2 separate regions of the Mus musculus genome follow, and region 1 is linked to region 2. The links are chromatin contacts, called in public HiChIP or PLAC-seq maps. All regions are on one chromosome and are shown on one strand. Each heading gives the region's core, a stretch centred on a gene start, on an enhancer-like site or on the middle of the called end of the contact. The rest is flanking DNA. Distances are from core to core; before and after follow the strand shown. Region 1 overlaps Gm19299 (predicted gene, 19299). Region 2 has its middle 24 kb from the start of Tpm1.

Region 1 (6,567 bases), core at 384-2,883, 86 kb before region 2:
CCTTACTGCTGAGTCCTGGGCTCTGGCCAGCCCTGGAGCTTTGACCCTCCAGCCCACAGGTTGCTCACCTGCCTTTTCCCTTGGGTTCCCACGCCCAGCATGACATTAAACACCCAGGTGTTCTCTAAATTCTGAGCTTGACAGTACCACAGTGCCCTGGAGCTGTGGGATCCGGGGTCCTGTAAAAGCCTCCAATTCCCTTATGAGGTGGTAATAATACTAAGACCAAGTAGTAGATGTCAGTGTGTACATTAATACTCCCTACCAGGCTTTCCCTGTTAAATGACTAATAGGCAGGAGGCATGTACATCACGGATACATTAGACAAAAGGATACATCACATCCCAGGTAGGATAGAGCAGGATGGAGCAAGATTGCTTCAAACTATGTATTGATTTAGTTCTTGAATGTTCTACTTATTCAATCCCAGTTAACCACAAACCAGTAAAATTACAGATTAGGGGGAACCTGCTTCATTTGGTAGTTGTATTATTAATTATCATATTATTAATTAATCTGACTACTTCATTTGGTAGTCAGATTATTAATTGGATATGACTTCACCTTTTAACATCCTTTCCCTTAGCAAACCCCCAACTCAATGCCTAATATGCAAAAGGTACAATTTAAAGGGCTTTAGAAGGCTTAATTATCTTAACCCTCAGGACAATTGTATGGCGCTTTCTTACGTCACGGAAGAGTAAGACCCAGAAAGGCGACGTGATTGCCCACAGTCAAGGTGACTGAATTCTTGTCCTTGGTACTTGCTCTACAGCTGCTAAGCCAAGCCTAATTACAAAGGTGGGAGCTGGCTCACACCCACGAGTGTGCTCTGAGGAAACACTCAACACTGCCCACACTGACGTCACTCAGGCCCAACCATGGCTTTTGTTGTTGTTGTTATTCAGCTTTTTATTTCTGTATACATTCAGTAGAAAAACACAGACTAGTATATCTACCTTTTGCTACTTTGTGGATTCTTTTCTTACCCCCTCCCACTAGATGAGAGAGAGAGAGAGAGGGGGAGAGAGAGAGAGAGAGAGAGAGAGAGAGAGAGAGAGAGAGAGAGAGAGAGAGAGAGAGAGAGAGAAAGAACCTGAATCTAATTTCTTTCCTTTTGTTTATTCTTTGAGCACAACTACTGACAAGCCACAACTAACTCTCCTAAACTACCACCAACCCCACCTCTCAGGGCCCTAGCATTTATATAGCCTCTGGAAAGTTCCCAGAATTCCAAATGTCACATAATTGTAGAAACTATCTGCAGATGGCAAAACCATGCCTCTGCTAGAGCCCGAGGCAAATCATAGTCAGCTGCTGTGGACAGTCTGAAGCAGCCCCATATCCCACACCTGGGATTAAAATGAAAGCACATTGGTGTAGTATTTCTGTGTTTTTAAAAGAACCTCAAATTCCCACTACAATCTAACAATATTATGTAGTGAGATCTGATGATAAAAGCAAAATGGAGGGCCAGAGGATCACACTGCTACCCATCCTTGCCGTGGCTGACAATACCTGCACACAGTAGGAGCTTGGCAGTCCTCTGAGGAGGAGCATGGGCTCTATCTTCTCTCTGTGGTCATCCAGTCATTCCCTCCACAGATGCCAGGTGGGGACCCAAAGGCTCACTAGAGGGCACTGTTCAGTAGGGCTGTCCCAGACATTTGCTTCTGTGCAAGGAGAGATGTGGAGGACAATGCTTAGGTCATTGGGAGGATCTAAGGATACAGTAGGATCAGAAAAGCTGCTCTCAGCTTAGCAAAGAGAATGTTAAAACAGGAAGGAAGCACAACACAGTAGACAGGATCTTGTCAGGTTTCTGTTTCTTTAAGTAAGCACTAAACAGGCCCCTGTCCTAGTGCACACAGGTGGCTCCAGCAGACAGCTGAAGCCCTGGGGGACTTGCACGGGTAGATTTCAGGTTCTTAACCATCTGGCTCCTCCCTGCCTCCCAACACCCACCCTACTGGTATTTCTTCTCTTTCCCCAGAGTCTCCCATGGAAAGCTGAGACCAAGGTCTGGTGGAGAAACATCTGCTTCAGGCTAGCAGCTGTACTCTGGAGCGTCTTCTTCAGAATGTCAACATATAATTTACAAAAGTTAAAAACAGGACTGTCAGCCAGGCGGTGGTAGTGCACTCCTTTAATCCCAGCACTCAGGAGGCAGAGGCAGGGGCATCTCTGTCAATTTGTGGCCAGCTTGGTGTACAGATTGAGTTCCAGGATAGCCAAGGATACGCAGAGAAACCCAGCCTTGAAAACAAAAACCTTAAGCCAAACAAACAAACAAAAAATCAGTACTGTAATACCAACATAGAATATATGCATAGGCTTTTAACTCATTAATGAAGAAACCATTCAGATGACCTAATGATGATTCCAAGTCCTTTGGAGAAACTGTTTGCATTTAAAAGAAAAAAAAAAAGACAAGGTTGGGAGGGTGGTTCTAAACATAGTTACGTTCCTTTAGGGTCATTAAACCATATATAATCTTTAGATAGTCCTTTAATCTGGCTAAAAACCAGCAAATTAACATGCAACTTCCTACTGTGGAGGGGAGGGGTTTAACAGAAAAGTAATGAGACAAGTGATGTGGAGATGTTTCCTGGAGAGCACTGAAGACTTTTTTTTCGAGACAGGGTTTCTCTGGATAGCCCTGGCTGTCCTGGAACTCACTCTGTAGACCAGGCTGGCCTCGAACTCAGAAATTCACCTGCCTCTGCCTCCCAAGTGCTGGGATTAATGAAGACCCTTCTTGAGGTGCTACGGAGACCATAGTGGGACAAAGTGCCTGTCAACCAGAGTTCAGAACCCAGACCCACACGAAAGCAGGACCTAATCTTCCAAGTGTCTGCAGTCAGTCCCAGCACTCCTCTATTCAGAGAGGGGAGGCAGCGACAGGAAGACCTCCAGATATTTGCTGGTGAGCCGGGCTTACACAATGAGGAGACCCCACCTAAATTAGGTGGAGAGGGAAGAATCAATGCAAAACGTCCTCTGACTTCCACATGAACTATACAGCATGTGAAAACCCTTCCCTCTCACACATATCAAACATACATACATACATACACACACACACACACACACACACCTTCTGAGAGGTCCTATTCAGCAAAGCCCTGTGTGACGTTGAAAAGATTTCCTGTACTCTTTTTGGTCTATCCCTAAATTCTTAGTATATTTTTCTCAATAATAGCAAATATCTTTCTATCTGAGATTGCCAGGATATTCAATAGCTTTTTGTCAGGTTCAACCTATTGGAATAAAAAAAAAAAAACCTTGAAGGAGCCTTGGGGGAGGGGCATGACTTTAATCCCAGCACTTGGAAACTAAAGGCAGTTGGCTCTCTGAGTTCCAGGCCAGCCTGGTTTACAGAGAGCTCTAAGACAACCAGGACTACACAAGTCCTGTTGTCAAAACAAAACACCCCTTGAATGTATAAACTCTCTGCCACGATGAATTCTGTGTCTCCACATTCTTCAGTTCCTGCCCAGGCGAAGAAGTATTTCTTAGCGTGAACCAGGCATTTTTAAAAGATTAATTTAAAAATTTCAGGTGAGATATTTTGGTTAGATCTTTCCCCCTCCCTTAATTCCTCTCAGATTCTCCTTATCTCCCTACCTGTGCACAACCTTATATTCATATGCATTCTCATTCATTCATTCTCTCTCTCTCTCTCTCTCTCTCTCTCTCTCCCTCCCTCCCTCCCTCCCTCCCCGCCCCCACCCCCCACTTTTTTTCTTTTCTTTTTTTTTTTTGTAATTAAAATTTATCTGTTTGGAGAGAGAAAAATTGTGGCTCTGAGCAGAGGAGGACAGCAGCGTGAAAGCATTAGGCCTGGTGGTGATGGTGGTGATGGTCGGGTCTCAGGACCCGAGTGGACTTAGTCCCGCCCCTAACCAAGAAGCTATTCGCAGTTGACACCTGATGGGGAGAAGAATGATCAGTTTCCTGCAAAGCTAGAAGTGTCACTGGGCCGATCAACCACACCACACTCCAGCACAGTCCCCATGCCCGAGAGTAGTAGACCAACACAAAATGAACCCCATCTTTGTGTGTGTGTGTGTGTTTTGTTTTGTGTTCGCTTTTCTTTGGTCTGATTTTCTTTTCTTTCTTTCTTTCTTTTTTTCTTTTTTTTTTTTTTTTTAGTTTGTTTTGATTTTATTTTTTGCTTTGTTATTGCTCTTCCTGATTTTCTTTTTCCCTTTTTTTTTGAGAGAGAAAGAACATTTAGTCAGGCGGGTGTGGAGGTGGAGAGGATCTGGGAGGGACTGGGGGAAGAGAAAGAATATGATCAAAATAAATTGTACAAAGAGTTTTAATAAAATAGCATCTTATGCTTTGCAGCTGGAGAGAGGCGTGTCTCAGAGCAGCCTTTACTGAGGGCTTGTCTGTGGCAGACATTGCCGAGTCTTGTGTATATTAAATCATGTCTTCCCCACAGCTCTACACAGTGAATGAGATATGGGGTGGGGCGTGGCTTAGTTGGCAAAGCACTTGCTAAGCGAGCATGAGTTTGATCCCAGAGTCCATTTAAAAAGCCAGGCAAGGTAGAGCACACCTGTAATCCTGGCACCAGGGGGCAGAGACAGGAGGATCCCCGTGGCTTGCTGCTGGCCAACTAGCCTTACTAAATCGGGGATCCTCAGGCCAGTGAAAGACCCTGTCTCAAAAAACAAACAAACAAACAAACAAGATGAAGAGCTTTTGAGGAATGACCCCAAGTTGACCTCTGACCTTTATGGAGGCTGCACGCAGACACACATGGAAAGAGAAGAGGAGAAAAGAGCCCAAAAGTCCAATGACTTGTGAAAAACCACACACCCAGCAACTTGTAGAAAAGAGATTTGGGCCTGGCACACTCCTCCTAACCACAGCAATATTTGTGATCTGGACTATTAATCATTTGTAAGTTCCAGAGTAGCTCTGTCCAGGCTGGAGACAGCAAGGAGACCTTCCCAGAGGAGATGGAAGGCAAACCGCATAGGTTGTCCCATTAGGGGAAGAAGGTGGGTCTGTCTCCTCTCTGCTGTAGTTACTGTACACCACATATTCCTACCCCATGGACCTGAGAGCTTCCAGGGCCCAGTTCAGGAGCTTTCCAAAAGGACCACGTGTTCATTGTAGTGGGGTCAGGGTACAGGCACAGCCTTAGCCATGTCTCTGCCTTTGTTGAAGCAGTGACGAGCTTTTTTCATTGGTTTTGGACTTTCCCCACCCTGCACCAACCTAGCAGTATCAGGGAAGCAGGCTCCAGGACCTCATGTGCACCATCAAAACTGCTCCTACCGCTGCCCTTTAGGAAGGGTTCTGTCTGCTGCTTGGACAGGGCAGTGGGGCAGCACTTGAATACTTTATTACACAGACAACACCCTGCACCTGGTTCAGCACGGAAGCCCCTGGGGCACGCACAATCCTGGAACCAAGCAGTGGGCATGGACAAACATAGGGTTGTCCTTCCCTTTCACCCTTTCACCTTCTCAGAGTAGCAGCTTCACTGCAGATGGTCCCAGAACTTTCCACAGAGTTCTAGTGTCCTTACGGCTGATGGCCTCAGGGAGCTGCCCCAGGAAGGCTAGTGAAATAATAGGTCCAGTCCAGAGACCCTGGGCATGCGCTCTAGAACAAGAAAGGGAAATTGGGAGCATGGCTTTGATTGCAAAACTTGTGGTATTTTTGTGTGGGTGGAGAAGCAATTTTATGAGGTGCCCCCAACCCTGCAAGATTAGAGGATTTCTTGGCAGCTCTGGCCTGGGAAGATGTAGCCCACCTCCCATAGACCCTCAACCCACAAGGATTTCCTGTATCCTTGGGAAGGTCATGTCAGGCAGATAAGAGAAGGTCTCTGAGCTCCTGCAAGCTTTGTAAGAAGTGTTGACCAAGCAGTTTCCCTGAGGGGGAGTTAGGAAAATGAAGTATTTGTGAATCTTAGTATTTCCTGTCCTTATACACAATGGCTCTTTCTTTAAAAACCTGAGCTTTTGAATCAGTGAAGACAAACCTTGTAAGTCTCTGGCAAGTGTGTTTGCTTAAGAGGAGGCCAATCCTCCCTGGCAGCTTTGGAGACTCAATTCATAACGGCAGCAACCCTGTGGCACCTCAGTCCTCACCAGAGCTGCTGGGATCCCTCTTGGTAGATGCAGGGCTGGAGGCCGGTGTGGTACTGAAGACTGTCGATGCCAGGCTACACAGCCAGCCCCACCCAACAGGCCTTACAGATGTTCCATTACAGTCATTACAGGGCAAACCTCCACACTTGGCTTCTCTCGTTCCCTCTTCTGGAGTGCAGAGACGCCCCAAGTACGAACAATCATGGAGACTAGGAGCAGTGGTTAGTGTTTGCCATTCAAGCCTGAGGACCAGAGCTAGATTTCAACATCCAGCTGGCAAGTTGGCTAGCACCCTCAGCACGACATAGGCAGAGAGTCTGACAGTCATCTTACTAAGGGTAATACAATTGATTAAACTGGGAGCGGACAGGGCTGAGACTCAAACCCAGGTCTAATTGATTCTAGACTCCTTTCCCCTTTGAACCACACCAAGTAACCTTCCAATGCCCTG
Region 2 (6,643 bases), core at 3,801-6,300:
TCCTTGATCCCTAATTGAGAAAATGCCCCACAGCTGGATCTCATGGAGGCATTTCCTCAACTGAAGCTCCTTTCTCTGTGATAACTCCAGCTTGTGTCAAGTTGACACAAAACTAGCCAGTACAAGGGGATATGCTTAAATAAGAATAAAAGCTAATTAATGAGCTTACAATAGTCTTTCCTATGTGGAGTGCCATTCCTTACTAGTGGTGAATTTGCATTTCTTTGCATTTCTTATTTCTCTCTTTCTCCCAGTGGGTGATTCCAGAGTGACTCAAAAATGAAGTATTATTTCACACTAGTTATGCATGGCATCTGGGAAATATCCTGAAATATAAAATAAGTTATCATATATGCTAGTTTTGTATTTGTAGGTCTATTCATGCATGACACATAGGATACATGGTATCAATTATTTTTATATTTTTATTAGATTTGTTTATTTTATTTTGTGTGTGTTTTGCCATCAGTATGTATGCGTGCCTGGTGCCCTCAGAGGTCTGAAGAGAACTTTGGATCCTCTGAAATTGGGGTTGTAGATGGTTGTGAGTCTCCATATGGGTGTTGGGAATTAAATCCAGGTCCTCTGCAAGAGCAACGAGTGCTTTTAACCTCTGAGCCAGCTCTCCAGTCCCAGTACTAATTCTTTATGTTGACCATAACAGACCTCAAAGCTGGTTTTTATTTCATAAAAATATTTTAAAGATTTAATTATGTTTTTTAAAAATTAAATAAATTTTTATCTAAGTTGATTTTCAAAGGTTGACATATTATAATTTACATTGGATCTTTAAGTTGCAATTGATTGTTTTACATATTTAGTCATAAAAGTATTGCCATATGAAAACATGAGAGCAAGGAACTGAAGGATGAAGATCATCAAAGGACATTATATTCACTAAATATATATACTAAAAGACCCAGAGTGATATGACTTTAATATAACTCACATTTCACCTTTTAATTTCAGCAAATCATTCTGCACACTTTAGTTATATATTGTATCACGAAAACCTTAGCTGATACAGTGACACTCTAATCCCAGAGCAATGGTGTCTGAGTATGGGCTTCCCAGAAGTAACTAAATAAGGAAAGTAGAGCCCTAGTAATTGGGGCTGGTGCTTTATAAGAAAGTAGCAGAGTTAGCTACCTTGTTTGTTTGTTTGTTTGTTTAATCACATTTTTTTTCTTTTTCTTTTTTGAAACAGGATCACATGTACTATGACTCAGGCTAACCTAGAATGAACTATGTAACTCAGGCTAGTCTCAAATTTTCTGCAATCGTCTTCCCTCAGTCTCTTGAATTCTGGAATTAATAGCAGAGCCCATCATACCCAATTGTTTCTGCCATGAAAAGACACAACCAAAAGTCAATAGTCTGCAGCCGGCCTGAAGGCACCCTGATCTCAGACTTGCAGCTTCCAGAAATGACTTCTGTAGCACAATTAGCTCTGAGCTCTTGACGGGTCATGTGTGCACGCGTTGCATGGCTCTGCATCTGTCCAAGAGCTCTGGATTCACGAATGAAACACACACACACACACACACACACACACACACACACACACATGAATCACCTTTATATTTTAATATGCCTAACTTGTTCAATGGCTGAGCACTTCCAAACCTCCCTGCAGCTAGCAGAGCTCCCCCCCACCCCTGTTATTCCTGAGTTAATATTGGTAAATCTATATTTCATCTCTGCTACCCCAGATACAATTGGGGGTGGCTCCTGGGGTCGCTTCCCCTACTCTTACAGCCCTCTTGTCAGTGGGCTGATCTCTCTGCTTCCCTATCATGGCGAATCTCTCCTTCTCTGCATGATCCTTCCAACACTGGTCTCATGGCGGAATCCATTCTTTCTCCCCTCTGTTTCTTGCCCAGTAATCCTAAAAGTCCCACCTCTGCCCTCTGCCCAGCCATTAGTCGCTGGCTCTTTATTGGTCAATCAAGAACAAATTGGGGACAAGGACCCTCAGTCTGGACACATTGATTCCTGCGTGATTCGGGTAACTGAATTAAGACAAAGCATTAGAACCAATCTCCTACAGACTTTGGATGTGTTTAAGCCATGAGTCTACAGGACTGTGCTTACAGCCTTCTAACCTAAGGATAAGATAGATTCAGTACTTCAGTCATCCTCACTTACCCCTCTAGGATCCTTCCTGGGCCAGCATACAGTAGGACGTTGGGGAGACTCATCTTGAGCACCTCACTCGTCAGGAAGTCATAAAAGGCTCCCTTGGCTGGGGCAGGATGGGAACTAAGGGGCTATTTTCGCTGCTGCTGTTTGTATTGCTCAGTCTCTCGCCGTTTCTTATTTTTTGACCTTGGCCTTTGGACTATCCCCTAGTGTCTTAGTCAGGGTTTCTATTGCTGACAGACACTGTGACAAAAACACAAGTTGAGGAGGAAAGGGTTACTCATCTTACACTTCCAGATCATAATCCATCATTGGAGGAAGTCAGGAGAGGAACTCAAGCAGGGCTGGAATCTGGAGGCAGGAGCTGATGCAGAGGCCATGGAGGAGTGCTGCTTTCTGGCTTGCTTCATATGGTGTGCTTGGCCTACCTTCTTATGGAACCCAGGACCATTAGTCCAGGGATGGCGCCACCCACAATAGGCTGGGCCCTCCCCACTGATCACTAATTGAAAAAAAAAAAAATGCCTTACAACTGGATCTCACAGAGGCATTTCCTCAATGGAGGCTCTGTCCTCTCTGATGATTCTAGCAAGCTGACACACGCAACTAGCCAGTACACCTAGTGTCTAACTCTTCCCCTTGCCTGCTGGTCTACCTTGACTGATAGCCTCAGTCACTGTCCTCCTGAGTCAGATCACTGTCAAACTTCTTAGGTCATCATTGCTAACTTCCCACCACGTATCTCATGCTACCCGGTTGGCTTTGGCTGTGTGAGTTCACTAATATGAATGTTGTTCAAAACCCAAGCCTTGGCTGGAGCTGGAGCTCCATGGTAAAGAGTGTTAACGGCGTGCACATGACGCAGACTTAAATCCTGGCACCCACAAAAACCAACCCCGTCTCTTAACGGACCCCAAGAACACAGACGGCCTTCCTAACTCATTTCATGTCCTCTATTATGAGTGTGATGCTAATAATGATCAACAACTCGCCACATCTAGACTCACCTAGGAGACAGACCTCTGAGAGAGTTTCTTGACCGGGTTTAATGAGCTGGGGAGACATACCCTAACTGTGGGTGCCGAATCCCATTGGGCTGAAACCCCTAGGTACATAAAAGAGAAATTATTCATCCTCCATCTCCCTCTTCCCCACCACAGACTGATTTTGGTTCAGCCACCTCACTCTCCTGCTTCCATGCCGCCCTAGCCGTGGGGAGGGTACATCCCCAACCTGGAAGACAAAATAAAGCATTCTTTCCTTAAGTTATTTTCGTTAGGTTCTTTGTCATAGCAGCAAGAGAAGTTAGCTACCCGATGGCGGTCGTGGAGGCTTTTAATCCAGAGGTTCTCAGCCTGTGGGTCTCAACCCCTTTGGAGGTCAAATGACCTTTTCACAGGGGATGCATGTCAGATATTTACATTACAACTCATAACTGTTTTTATGGAGTAGAAATGAAATAATTTTATGGTTGGGGAATCACCACAGCACGAGGATCTGTATTAAAGGGTCGCAGCATTAGGAAGGTTGAGAACCACTGCTTTAATCCCAGCACTCAGGAGACAGAGACAGGGGGACCTCTGTGAGGCCAGCTGGGTTTGTTGTTTTGTTTTTTGTTTTTGTTTTTCTAGTTTTTCGAGACAAGGTTTCTCCAGGGCCACACAGAGACACCCTGTCTTGAAAAACTAAGAAGAGAGAGAGATTAAGCAATAAACTCACCCTGTACACTTCAGGGTTACATGTAAATCATTAAACTAGAAAGAAGTAGCCAGCCAGATGGCTGAACAGATATCTCTTGCTAACAAACCCGAACATCTGAGTAAGATCCCTGAATGCCATGTGGTAAGAGAGAACTAAGTCCTGCAAGTTGTCCTCTGACACACACACACTACATACATGCACCTAAAATAAACAGATAAAAACCTAAAATAAACAGATTAAAAAATGTGACTGGGGCTGGGCTGAAGAGATGGCTCATCAGGTAAGAGCACTGACTGCTCTTCCTAAAGGTCCTGAGTTCAATTCCCAGCAACCATGTGGTGGCTCACAACCATCTGTAATAAGATCTGATGCCCTCTTCTGGTGTGTCTGAAGACAGCTACAGTGTACTCATATAAATAAAATCTTTTTTTAAAAAATGTGACTGAATAAGGAGATCATCAGGTTCAGGACACTCTTTTTACAACTAGGGAAACTGAGGCAAAGGAAAACAGAGAGCAAATGGCTTACCTCTGTCAGCCAGCCAGAAAATCGAGCCAAGCTTCAGGCCCCAGGCTCCAAGCTCAGCTCCCTGGCTCCACCTCACCCAACGGGTAGGCACATGGCATCCTCTGCAGCATCCCCACCCCTCCACCCCCAGTAAGTGTCTCCAGCATGCCAAAGAACATTTGTCACAAATTACAAGGTCACACACCGAATGCTGGTGTGACCAGGAAAAGCGAGAGAGAATGTAAAGTTGAGCCACGGGGCTGGCTGCCGCTGCCTGGAGAGTCTGCATGCCTTTCTGGAGACTAAACATTTTCACGGTTCCTTTGGCCCAAGAGCTATTTTCTTGTTGAAAAAGTGAGGGGGAAATTCTCCATACAGATGGTAAGAAAAATAACTTCAGCTGGGCTAATCCAAAGACAAAGGTTTTTCTGAAACAGAAGAGGGACAGAAGGGTGGGGAGGTGGGTGGAAGAACAGACGTTAATTCTAAATAAACACACACAAGGTCTTTCTGGGTTTCATTCTATTTGCTCAGGCCTAGGAGCTCCTACCTGGGTGGGGGTGGGGCTGGGTGCTATGGGGCCCTGGAGGCGTTGGGTGGTCTTGAGCTTGCAGGAACAGCTACAGCTCACTGGGTCCCCTCCCTGCCTGACTAAGCTGCTAGGAGCCATCTATGCACCACAGGCCCTGTGTGTGCGTTCAAGAGGAAGCCTCGCCTCTGAGAGTTGCTCCCATCAATGACGTCACTGGCAGTCTGACCCTGTTCTTTATCTTCAGAATGCACCTCTGTCCTAGTGAATGGACGCTTCTGACTGACATTTCTTCTGTTACAACTGTTTCTTGATTTCAAAATCATTTGTTAGCTGGGCTTAGTGGTGCATGGTTTTGATCCTAGTATTTGGAAGGCAGAGGCAGAAGGACCCCTATGAGTTAGAGGCCAGCCAGAGCTTCATAGAGAGACTCTGTCTCAAATAATGGTAATTATTTGTCGATTTCATCAATTCATAATACAGTCATTTTTTTAAATCTGAATTTTCACTCAGCTAATAAAACTCCAGATTAGAGTCAACAAGATAATAAAAAATGCTTGCTGCCAAGCCTGGTGGTCTCTAACTGACTCCTGAAAGTTATCCTCTGACCTCCACAGGCGCTTACATGCACATACAAGTGTATACACACACACACACACACACATGTACACGTACACGCATACACATAAATATAATTAATTTTTTAGATCACCTTAGTAATAATATTTATAATATTCACCCATGAGACAAACTTAAAAAGTAAAAGATGTAACATGAAAATGTCCTTACAGCTTCCACCTTTGTCCATTGAGATGACAGGAAGTAGCTACATGCTTAGGGCACCTGTTCTGGGACCACGTGTTGCCTTTAACAAATGCCTACAACCACACCATGCTGTGTGTCTGTGGGTAGTTCTAGAACTTGATTCATTTCGATGGATGAAGCCACACCAATAGGTGGTTTCACTTAGCAAAACGTTAGGAATTGGGTTGCGGATATAGTTCTGTTGGTGGAGTACTCACGTAGGATGCAGGAATCTTTGAGTTCAACCCCCAGCACTGATGTGGGGACACAGGCTTGTAATCTCAGTACTGGGGAGGTGGGGGTAGAAGGGTCAGAAGTTTGAGGTCGTCCTCAGCTACATAGTGAATTGAGTCTATCCTGGGCTACATGGAATCTTTATCAAAGAATAAACAATAAGGCTATCCTGGGCTACACGGGATCTTTATCAAAGAATAAACAATAAGGAATTTCTCTGAAAGAGCCTTGGGGCTTCCCAATAACTCTGGTCTGTAAAATGTATGAGAAGATTGGCTCAGGCGCCCCAGGCCTCCCTTCCAGATAGCTGACTCATAGCCAATGAGTCCGGACAACAGCCTATGAGCTGATGCCCTGGCATGATCATGTGACAGATAGCAATGCTCAAAGTGAAGATGTCAGAGGGGGGTTGTGTGACCTTGAGACAGGCTTTGCAGAGGGCACGTGACTGTACTGCTTTAGGAGTGCGCTGAGTTGAGTTGGGGTTGGAATGGCAGCAACACCTTTAATCCCAGCACTCAGGAGGCAGAGGCAGGTGAATCATTGAGTGTGAAGTCAGCCTGGTCTACAGAGTGAGTTCTAGACTACCCAGAGCTACCCAGTGAGACCCTGTCTCCAAAATAAGTAAATAAACAAATGAAAGAAGAAAAACTAAAAAAAAAAAAAAGAATACTCCAGGTAGGTGCTGATTCTCTGTAAGGCAATATTAACAATACTGACTTGTAT

The links. HiChIP or PLAC-seq counts read pairs in DNA pulled down with a chosen protein or histone mark.
Region 1: an H3K27ac HiChIP or PLAC-seq map of trophoblast stem cells shows a contact between it and region 2, with 13 read pairs. The contact joins two enhancer-like sites. A contact is called at or near these places in 7 of 484 Hi-C or Micro-C datasets (the CH12 cell line, the G1E-ER4 cell line, group 2 innate lymphoid cells and 4 more) and 4 of 115 datasets of contacts at active chromatin or transcription factors (a colorectal cancer cell line, embryonic stem cells, extraembryonic endoderm stem cells and 1 more).

The regions. Positions count from the first base shown.
Region 1 is chr9:67,152,132-67,158,698 of GRCm38.p6, reverse strand. It overlaps Gm19299 (predicted gene, 19299), which reads right to left. Exons shown (of 3, transcript NR_045748.1): 2 at 1,519-1,673. It overlaps Gm40529 (a long non-coding RNA gene), which reads left to right. Exons shown (of 3, transcript XR_870878.2): 3 at 1,994-2,314. Among named protein-coding and RNA genes, the nearest start is that of Gm19299, 22 kb to the right of the region's middle. Within about 2 kb of position 1,633, at least 19 of the 459 cell types and tissues checked have an H3K27ac peak or open chromatin away from gene starts, as enhancers often do. A contact at or near this core is called in trophoblast stem cells, where this site is marked.
Region 2 is chr9:67,069,673-67,076,315 of GRCm38.p6, reverse strand. No RefSeq gene overlaps it. Among named protein-coding and RNA genes, the nearest start is that of Tpm1, 24 kb to the right of the region's middle. Within about 2 kb of position 5,050, at least 36 of the 459 cell types and tissues checked have an H3K27ac peak or open chromatin away from gene starts, as enhancers often do. A contact at or near this core is called in trophoblast stem cells, where this site is marked.